3 separate regions of the Mus musculus genome follow, and regions 1 and 3 are each linked to region 2. Evidence: chromatin contacts called from public promoter capture Hi-C data. All regions are on one chromosome and are shown on one strand. Each heading gives the region's core, a stretch centred on a gene start, on an enhancer-like site or on the middle of the called end of the contact. The rest is flanking DNA. Distances are from core to core; before and after follow the strand shown. Region 1 holds the start of Asf1b (anti-silencing function 1B histone chaperone). Region 2 holds the start of Farsa (phenylalanyl-tRNA synthetase, alpha subunit). Region 3 holds the start of Il27ra (interleukin 27 receptor, alpha).

Region 1 (3,373 bases), core at 698-3,197, 900 kb before region 2:
AGGCTGGCCTCGAACTCAGAAATCTGCCTGCCTCTGCCTCCCGAGTGCTGGGATTAAAGGCGTGCACCACCACGCCCAGCTAAGAATATATATTCTTAAATATTATATACTTAAACAATATGAGTGCAGATGCTTACAGAGACCAGAGGACGGTATCAGATCCTTTGAAGCTAGAGCGGGTTGGAAGTCAGGTCCTCTGCAAGAGCAGTATACTCTTAAAGCACTGAACCACTTCTCTAGCCCTCAAATTCCTCATCTCACAAGAATGGCCTTGAACTCCTAACCTGCCTCCTAAGTGCTGAAATTACTGGCTTACATTTTCTTTTTTTTTTTAATATTTATTTATTTATTATATGTAAGTACACTGTAGCTGTCTTCAGACACACCAGAAGAGGGAGTCAGATCTTGTTACAGATGGTTGTAAGCCACCATGTGGTTGCTGGGATTTGAACTCAGGACCTTCAGAAGAGCAGTCGGGTGCTCTTACCTGCTGAGCCATCTCACCAGCCCCTTACATTTTCAACTATAAATTTTGTGAAATATAAAAGGTCAGATACCTCTTTCAAATAAAAGTGGACAGTCCCATGCTAGGTTACAGACCTGTTTGAAATGTGAAACACATACAGGATCCCAAAGACTTCTCAATGAGTAAAAAGGTGCAGGATAGCTCATTGGTGTTTTTAGAATGGTCATATTTGAAATGATTATTTTTGTCCTATTTAGTTAAGTGTCTATTAAAAATCATATTCATTGCTTCTTGGCCTTTTTGCATTGGCCAAGTATGAAAACTAATTTACTTACTTCCCCAAACTCACTGTGTAGATCAGGCTGGCCCACAGAAGTCTGCCTACCTCTGAGTCCTGAGATTAATGGCACGCATCTACCTTTCCATTTTGTTTTAACCTTTAAAAGATGTGATTGGTAAAGGTTGTGTAAGAAGCTATGACAGGGTATAAAGAACCAGAAAGTAAGGAGAAAAGGTAAGTTTCACAGACAGCGGCAGTTAACTGGTTTGGTTTTGGATCAGGGTTTCTCTGTGTAGCCCTGGCTGTCCTAGAACTTGCTCTGCAGACCAGGCTGGCCTCGAACTCACAGGTCCACCTGCCTCTGCCTCCCGTGTGCTGGGATAAAAAGCGTGCGTCACCGAGCCCGGGCTGAAAGACAGAGTGCAGAGGCAGGATTCAAACCCTGGTCTGTCCACGAACCAGAACTCCCTTCGGACTGAGACTCGATCCTGTATCCCCTCTCATCGCTACGCCATCTTGTCTCAGGGGTGATCTAAACCTTCTCGACAGTCTCCTCGACCATGATTTTCAAAGGTAGGAACCCCTCAGGGTAGTCCCCAGAAACGCTCACCTGCTGACAGCCGCCTAAACCGCCCAGGCCACTCTCTCCTCCTTAAAGCTTTTCACTGTGAGGGTGTGCGATTTCCACAGCTCTCCAGCCCGGCGTTCCTCACGCCCACCATAATAGCCAATCACGTCTCAGAAACCCGCTTACGGCCACGCCCACGATCGATACTCAATCACTGCGAGTGCGAGTGCCGTCTTCTCAGCGCGTTTTAGTGAGAGTCGCGCGCCACCGTTCGGCCGTTGGTGGCGCTGCTCTCTGTGAGGTGCGTCTACCGGAAAAGCGGAACGAGGGGCGGGGGATGCCGGTGCGGTAACCCTTGGGATTGGACAAGAGAAGTTCCGCGCTCTAACTCCGCCCACCCCGGAGCGAGCTATTCCAGTCGGAGACTCCAGGGATTGGTTCCCGATAGACCTTTACGAAGCTAAGAGATTAACGTTCCGCCTCCTGGGGCCCGTGAAGAGGGAGCTTCTCTGATTGGTCTGAGGGTCCAGGCGCGCGCCTGAAGACGCCTCGAGATTGGCTGATGGCTCGCGCCGTCATCGGTCCTTAGCGGCGATTGGCTGGAAGGCGGAGCCGGCTATTTGAAGGGAGCGCGCTGAGCGGAGGAGCGCTTCAGAGGGAAGAGTTGGGAGACGCAGGGAGGTTTCCGTCCTGTCGTCCCCCCCTTCTTCTCTGTCGCAAGTCACTGTGAAGAAGTCTCCACAGCAGCTGCGGCTCCCGGGCGCGGTGATGGCCAAGGTGTCGGTGCTGAATGTGGCTGTGCTGGAGAACCCGAGCCCTTTCCACAGCCCCTTCCGGTTCGAGATCAGCTTCGAATGCAGTGAGGCCCTGTCTGACGGTGAGGCCGGGCCTGAGCCGGGGACCCCAGACCCTCCTGCCCTCGGGGTTTCGCCACCCCCAATCTCCCGGGGCCAACTAGATCTCCCATTAGATACGCCTCCATGGCCCAGCTCCGGTCTCTCGGTGGAGCCGGCTCTGTCCAGTGTACATTGTCTGGTGGAGGCCTCGTCACCCTTCGTCTTGCACCGCTTGTCCTTGTACGCTTTCCCTGGAGACCCGCAGCCACGCCTTTTCCCTATGGCTAGACCCCGCGTTGATGCCCTTCCTCCTAAGAAACCATCCACGTGTCCTATGGAATCCCAACCTCCAGTCCCGTCCCCCCCCCTTTTCCTTGTGGGTATCTTTTCCTACAAAGCAGCCAGACTCTTCTGTTGCCCTGTCCGCCCATGTCAAGACCTTCTTCACCCCATGGCTCCCAAAAACCCCCTCCCCAGACAACTCCAGATTTGTCCCCCACAACTCCTGCTTGCCAACCGTAACAACATGGTGTTGCCTATAAGCCTTCTTCCTTTAGGTTAGTCCCAGATCCTATGTCTGAGCTCCCTCTGAGGAGAGATGGGGGCTTCTGACTCCAGGCTTTGTAGGTAACTTGGTCTCCCCAGCTCCTGGTCTGGGTGAATGTCCTGAGGTGAGGGGTGCCACAGCCAGGCAGGCCTCTTCCAGTTTCTGAGATTTCTACTAGCTGCCAGCTAACTCAGTGCAAGGAACCCCTCATCCCTTTTGATGGGCTGACCTTGTCTGGGGAGTGGGTGGACTGACCAAACAGGGATGGGATCCAACTTCCATCAACTGGGAGGCCACGGGCTTTTGTGGATCTTTCACAGAATGACTTAATTCATCTGTGGGACATAAAGGTGGACATGGCTCTCATCACACAGATGAGAGAACAAGAGCCATAAAGAGCAAAAGACTTTCAAATAAATCCATGAACATGTAAACTGTGAAGTCACTTTGGATTCTCAGCTCCCCAGCAAAAGGCAAGTCCTGTTTTCAGAGGACCTGCTTTCAACACTCCACGAGACCATTTCTCTACTGAGTGTTGAAAGGATGTAGCAGCTGAGGAGGTGGAGCTCTGAGAGCCTAGGCTGTGGCAACTAGTGCCTCTTGGTGGCTGTTGGTGGTATTCAGTTAAGGCCAGCCACTCCTGTTCACTTGGAGCTGCTATGTGTGTGCTTGGGGT
Region 2 (3,035 bases), core at 366-2,865:
ATCTTCTAACAGAAGCCCAGTGTAACACACCCTTGATAGTGTTCTGAACATGACTGCAGATGGTTCTGATAGTGGCCAGGTCCTTTCTGTTACCCCACCATTTGTCAACCCGGAGCCTTTTCTTTGTCTTTCCAAGAAGACTCAGCTCCACATTGATGTGATTGAAGTCCCTCCACAGAGTCCCCCTGGGGCCACTTCACAATGACTGTGCACCCCTTCAGAGTGATGTCGACATTTTCTGGAATGTCGACAGTCTGATTGCTGAGAATGGTCTTCATTCTCGCAGTAGATGGGGCAAAGAGAGTTGAGCCTCATTTTTTAATGATTTATTTAATATATATACACTGTAGCTGTTTTCAGACACACCAGAAGAGGGCATCCGATCTCATTACAGATGGTTGTGAGCCACCACATGGTTGCTGGGATTTGAACTCAGGACTTGTGGAGGAATAGTCAATGCTCTTAAGTACTGAGCCATCTCTCTAACTCCAAGCCTCATTTTTTCTCTTGTAAAGTAGAAGAGATTTATATAGTATCTACATTATGAATTTTAGGGAGAACTTAAAATCCCTGAAGTACTCCATGCAGGTCAGCAGGCTTTGTGACTGTCTTAAGTGAATCCCTCCTCCCTAAACATATATGGTTCCCTACCCAGATTCCTTTTGAAAATGTAAAAAAAGTTAACATCTGTAGAGTGGGGCCCTGGAAAGATGGCTCAGCTCTTAAGAGCGCTTGTTAAATATTAAGTATTAAGCTGTTAAGTTCTCTTGCATAGGACCATAGTTCAATTCCCAGAATCCACTTGATGGTTCACAAACTTCCAAAGCTTCAGTTCCATGTGATCTGATGGCCATCTTCTGACCTCTGAGGCCACCATGCACACATATGGTGCATAGACATATATACAGACAAAAACCTCACACATAAAAATAAAGTGAATAAATCTAAAACAACAAAAACATCAATAGAATGGTCATGCCTGAAGCCCACCACTCAGTGCCACCTTCTCTCTAGGTAAGAGAGATTTTTAAAAAAATTTTTTTTTTGGTTTTTCGAGATAGGGTTTCTCTGTGTAACCCTGGCTGTCCTGGAACTCACTCTGTAGACCAGGCTGGCCTCGAACTCAGAAATCTGCCTGCCTCTGCCTCCCAAGTGCTGGGATCAAAGGCACGCACCACCACTGCCCGGCTGAGAATTCTTGAAGGATGGCAGTGATCTGAGCCTGCTAGTGGTGGCTGGATGAAAATTATTGGGGGAAACCAATAGAATTTCAGTCAAGCCTTAGAGTGATTGTCTGTAATCCTAGCACTTGGGAGAAGTAGGCAGGAGATGAGGAGGTCAAGTCTAGCCTCTGCTAAAGAAGACCTGTTTCAAGATATAAAACAAAAATCCCAAAAGAAAACTACTTTTGCCCTTCAAGTCATCAAATTGACTTCACTAGTTAACTAAAAGCCACTGGGGTCAAACTACATGCAGCATCCTGAATCCCTTAAGTACATTTGAGGCTCATTTGCCACACTTAAGATGGCGACGACCAGCTTCCAAGTCGCCCTTTGCGCCACACTAAAAATGGCAACGCACGCGCTATCGCGACTTCCGGTTCCAGTTCCGGTCCCCTAGTCAGGTCCGGCGGCCTGCACACGCCAAGCACGCTGGGAGTAGCCATGGCGGATAATCCCGTTTTGGAGCTGTTGCTGCGGCGGCTGGAGGTAGCTGATGGCGGTCTGGACAGCGCGGAGTTGGCTACGCAGCTGGGTGTGGAGCACCAGGCGGTGGTGGGCGCAGTGAAGAGCCTTCAAGCTCTGGGTGAGGTGAGTCCAGGCGTGCCGCGGCTCGGCCTCGCTTTCATACCGGCAGCCCCATTATTTCTGGTGAAGGGACATTACGTGCTGGTGCACCGTGGGGTGCGCTGGTGGGAAGTCTGGAACAGTTTTCGTTTCTCAAGTGACTAATGTCTGTTAAGGCGAAAACATGGCACATGTAGGGGTGTGACAAGACGAGTCGCTTCCCGGAAAGGGGTTGCAATCTAATGGGGAAACACAAATGACCAGAGTGATATGAAGGCTCAGAGAACTAGCTGTGACAGTTGACTTAGCGTTGCGGGACAGAGAGCCGGGATCAGGTACAGATGGAAACTGACTCGAGGCCAATGGAGGAAAACGATGGCATCCAAGACATCAGTGGCAGGGCATTGGTGTGGGATTATAGGCCGCAGAGACCATCAGGGCAGAATTAAATGGTTCTGTAAGGTTCCTGTTTTCCCCTTTTATCTCCATGTTAGGGCCTTCTGCTGCTAGTCAAAAGCTACACCCTAAAAATATGGTTGCTATCTGGACCAGGCTGGCCTCCAATTTACCAAGATCCATGTGTCTTCAGAGAGCTGGGATAAAAGGCTTATGCCACCAATACTCACCCTCTTAGAGTTATTGTTTTTTATGTATATATGTGTGCCTGCCTAAGTTATGTGCACCACAAGCTGGAGGAAACCAGAAGAGGGTGGGAACTTAAGTCATAGATGGCTGTGAGCTTCCATGTAGGTGCTGGGACTTGAACCTGGTTCCTCTGCAGGAGCTATTGCTCTTAAACCACTGAAGCACCTCTCCACCACACTTTGTACTTTTTTCTTTTTAAAAATTTTTTGTAGGTTTTTACTGTCTTTGTTCAGTTTTTCAGGCTGGGTCTCCTTACATAGCCCTGGATATGCTGTAAGCCACTATGTAGGCCAGTCCAGCCTCAGATTCACAGAGATCCACCTGCCTCCGCCTCTCGAATGCTGGGATACTTTTTAACCTTGAAACAGGCCCTCACTGTCCAGTCTGGCCTTGAACTCACTGTGTATGAGTTCACGAGCTTTCCTTACCTCAGGTTCCCAACAGCTAAGATTACACGATTTTACCACCATGCACAGCCTGCTTTGTGTGTCTTTATCTCAGGAGAAGAATGGAGAACTATACTAGGAGTTGTAGCCAGCCAGATTGTATTCTCTGTATTAGTTTTCAGAAGGAATACCAGGCTAAACTGAGAGCTGGGGTGGG
Region 3 (3,319 bases), core at 531-3,030, 810 kb before region 2:
TCCACTTGAGAGAAGATCTGGGGTGTGTCTGGCTTCACTGCAAATGGGAGGCCAGAGTGCACTGAGCTCAGGCCTTCAGCCACCCTCCCACGCTCCCTGCACTATGCCCCCCCCCACCCCCGCCCACGCTTCATTACTTTGGGTCTCCAGGTTCACAGAGACAGAGGACCACAGAGGCCGTCCCTTTTGTGTCCCCCAGATGAGGAGTTTGTCAGCCATGGTGAACTGTTCCCGGGGAATGGTCACCCAACTCTGTTTGGAAGGCACCTTCACCTCCCAGACTCTATTGGGATGGCTGTGAGGAGAGATTGGGAAGAGATGCTCGTTGGCACAGCCTAAGCCCCAGGCTAAGCTTCCAGCCCTGCACCAACTTCATGCCTCACCCTGCTCTGCTTGGGGTCTGAATCCCTTGCTCTTAAGTCAACACCGTGACCTGAGGAGAGTGACTTAACCTCTCTGTTCTTCTTTAAAATGTATGCAGTACACCTACTTTCTGAAAGAACTCAACAGTGGGCCGGGTGACTGACAGTTTACACCCGACAGTTCACAGCTGTCATCCCAGCACACAGGAGACGAAAGCAGGATTGTTAGAGGCCAGCTTCACAGGGTAAGACCCTGTCTCAGAAAACATGCTGTTCCCCGGGGCTCCTCCCAAGGTGCTTTTTCTTTGTCCTTTACTTAGCGCAATTGAAATGAAGTTTCCAGATACACTCTCCCCTGGACCCTGAACCCCAAACCATACCAGAACCAGCTATTGTTGTTGTGATTACAAGCGCTACACTGACTTTTTTTTTTTTTTGAGACAGTTTCTTACAGCCCACGCTGATCTCAAACTTGTTGTGAAGCTGAGGTCGCTCTTGAACTCCTGATTTTCTTGCCTCCATCTTCCAAGAGCTGTGTTTGCAGGTGTGTGTCACCATGCTGCTTAGAGTGAACTCAGAAATTCAAGTTACCTGCCCGATGTCGTACAACAACGATATTAACCTGCTTTCTAGTGCTCAGCAGTTTTTCTTTGCCATGTGCCTACCGTGCTGATGGGCAGAATCAATCATGGCAGGCCTGTGCCGTCATTACTGTGGGGGTGGGGGTGGGGGTTGAGAGAGGGAAAGTGGTCAGACCTGAGTTATGCCATAAGGGAATGAGTGGGCTAGCCTGAGGGTTGTGAGAGTGTGGACCGAATTCTCAGTAGCCGGACTGAGGGGCGGGCGGTGATCCTCTTAACAAAATTCGCTTGAAATCTGAGTGACCACTTTCCGTCCTCAGTTTCCCCTAGACCACTCCAGGGTACTCACTATTTCTGACTCTGGTGATACAGCACAGGTGGAGTCTCCAGGTCGCCCAAAGGTTCCCAGGAGCAGTTCAGGATTCCCAGGGGACCGACGCTGTAGCACTGCAGTGGACCTGGACTGCCTGCAGGGGCGCAGAGAGCCGAGAGGACCGTGGTCAAGTTCCCCGGGGCCTGAACTTGCTGGACTGTGGATGCGTCCATCCTCTGGTACAGTGGTAGTGCAGTACCGGAGCGCAGGGCCTGGCACGTGCTGGGATGGCGCAGAGGGAGTCCCGGGCCCCTTTCCGACCTGCTACATCCTGTTGTCGCCCAGTTCCCGATGCCCTACAACTGTGACCCCGAGCCAGCCACTCACGAAGCTGCTCACCGTGGGGCCGCGTCCCGAGCAGCAGCGACATCAGCGACAGCAGAAGCTCCAACGGCGTGAGGCGTGCAACCCGGAGCCGGTTCATGGCTCCCAGGGACAAGTGACACCACCAGGCTTGGGGCTTACAGCCTGCGGGAAGGAAGCCACCCCGCCCCTGGCGGGAAGTCCCCAAATCCGCCCACCCCCAGCAATGATACGCACGCGTGCAAATGCTCAGAACTGAACCTTTATTTTATGTGGTGAGGAAGTCTGAGTACTGAGGACCAGGGGCTCTGTTTTGGGGTGGGGGGGAGGTTAGCCAGGGACAGTGGCGACAATTAGGGCCGGACTGAGGGTGGAGGTGGGGCAGACTCTAGTGTAGCCAGTTTAAGAAGATGGGCATCTGGTTGCTGCTGGGCTGCTGGGGGTGAGGTTGTGGCACGGAAGAACTCAGCCATGAAAAACAAGTTTCTGTTTGGCTGGATAGAGGAGGGGCCGGCAGCAAGGTGGGGAAAGGTTGGCAAGTAGTGTATGCATCTTGGCAGAGGGTCTGTAAGGAGACAGTGGACCCCTTGGTGCCTCGCCTGTAGGAATGCTCTTGAACATCGCACAGCTGACAGCAGCTTGCAGGCACGGCCCGCTTCTCCATTGCTCAACCCTGATCCTAGCACAAGCTGCTAATTTGGCTCTTGCTACAGCCCCACTCGCAGCAACTGCTGGAAAGGCCAGCCAACACATCTCTGCTGCCCCGAACCACTCCAGGTGACCCTTGCCAGCTGGCTCGACCACCGTAGAAAGCCTGGGGGGATTTGGTTAGGGCCAGCCACTCGCTGGAGCCCACCGCTTCATCCAGCTCGCTGGCCAGGTGGTCTGTATTGGCTTCTCCATCAGCGAAGAAGTCCCCTGCAAAAGCAAAGAGGAAGAATCAGGGCTTAGCCCACTTACATCTCCAGTCTGGAGGATCAAGGTTGCGGTTCTGAGTTTGATTTCATCCCCTCGAGGGTTCAAATGCTGGCTCTGTTGTCAGTTTCAGTGCTAAGCTGGACTTTCCTGTCACTGAGTTCATGCGATTCTTTATTTAATGTGGACGGCGTAGATGAAAATATGCATTTGGGAGCTAGGCTCCCTAAATCAGAATAGTAAATGACATTACTTCCGTCTCCCTCCTAGGCTCAGTTTTCTTTTCCACAAAGCAGGGGAGGGGGAGGGGAGATAATAATAACTTCTACTTTTTTTTTTTTTGGCTTTGTCAGGAGTATCAGACTGGATGCCCGCAAAAGCACAATACTATGGGATACATGAGGAGCACTCAAGTGAACACTGATCATTTATTGACCGTCTTGTTTGCTTTACCGAATTCACTTCTTCCAGCCTCTCAGTGACAGCTACTGAGTTTGCTGCTGTTGCCACCTACTTACTATTCACTAATTGGGACCCTGGCTCCTCATCAGGCTTGTGTGAGGACACAGCCATTTAGCCATAGAGCTACTGTTTTGAGGCAGGCACACTCCTAACCTGCGCATGCATCCATCTGTCTGTCCATCATTCACCACCCACACATCTCTCTTTCATCATCATCTTCTTCCTCCTCCTCCACTCCGTTTTTTGGTTTTGCGATTTTTTTTTTTTTGAGACAGGGTCTTAGGCTGTCCTTGAGTTCATGACCATCCTGCCTCAGCTTCCCA

What was found. Promoter capture Hi-C pulls out the DNA fragments that hold promoters and counts their contacts.
Region 1: a contact with region 2 is called in a promoter capture Hi-C map of cranial neural crest. The contact joins the promoter of Asf1b here to the promoter of Farsa in region 2. A contact is called at or near these places in 3 of 39 promoter capture datasets (cranial neural crest, hippocampal neurons and pre-B cells), 2 of 115 datasets of contacts at active chromatin or transcription factors (bone marrow-derived macrophages and embryonic stem cells) and 2 of 9 other capture datasets (adipose tissue and liver).
Region 3: a promoter capture Hi-C map of embryonic stem cells shows a contact between it and region 2. The contact joins the promoter of Il27ra here to the promoter of Farsa in region 2. A contact is called at or near these places in 14 of 39 promoter capture datasets (the 3T3-L1 cell line, the C10 cell line, cranial neural crest and 9 more), 2 of 115 datasets of contacts at active chromatin or transcription factors (embryonic limb bud and fetal liver) and 1 of 9 other capture datasets (adipose tissue).

The regions. Positions count from the first base shown.
Region 1 is chr8:83,953,747-83,957,119 of GRCm38.p6, forward strand. Asf1b (anti-silencing function 1B histone chaperone) reads left to right here and starts at 1,948. Exons shown (of 4, transcript NM_024184.2): 1 at 1,948-2,191. The coding sequence starts at 2,083. Gm10644 (predicted gene 10644) reads right to left here and starts at 1,587. Exons shown (of 5, transcript NR_169070.1): 1 at 1,357-1,587.
Region 2 is chr8:84,855,371-84,858,405 of GRCm38.p6, forward strand. It overlaps Farsa (phenylalanyl-tRNA synthetase, alpha subunit), which reads left to right and starts at 1,616. Exons shown (of 13, transcript NM_025648.3): 1 at 1,616-1,811. The coding sequence starts at 1,665. 1700122E12Rik (a long non-coding RNA gene) reads left to right here. Exons shown (of 3, transcript XR_106144.5): 3 at 1-1,295.
Region 3 is chr8:84,040,795-84,044,113 of GRCm38.p6, forward strand. Il27ra (interleukin 27 receptor, alpha) reads right to left here and starts at 1,781. Exons shown (of 14, transcript NM_016671.3): 1 at 1,656-1,781; 2 at 1,293-1,410; 3 at 138-295; 4 at 1-37. The coding sequence starts at 1,740. Rln3 (relaxin 3) reads right to left here. Exons shown (of 2, transcript NM_173184.1): 2 at 2,273-2,537. The coding sequence ends at 2,299.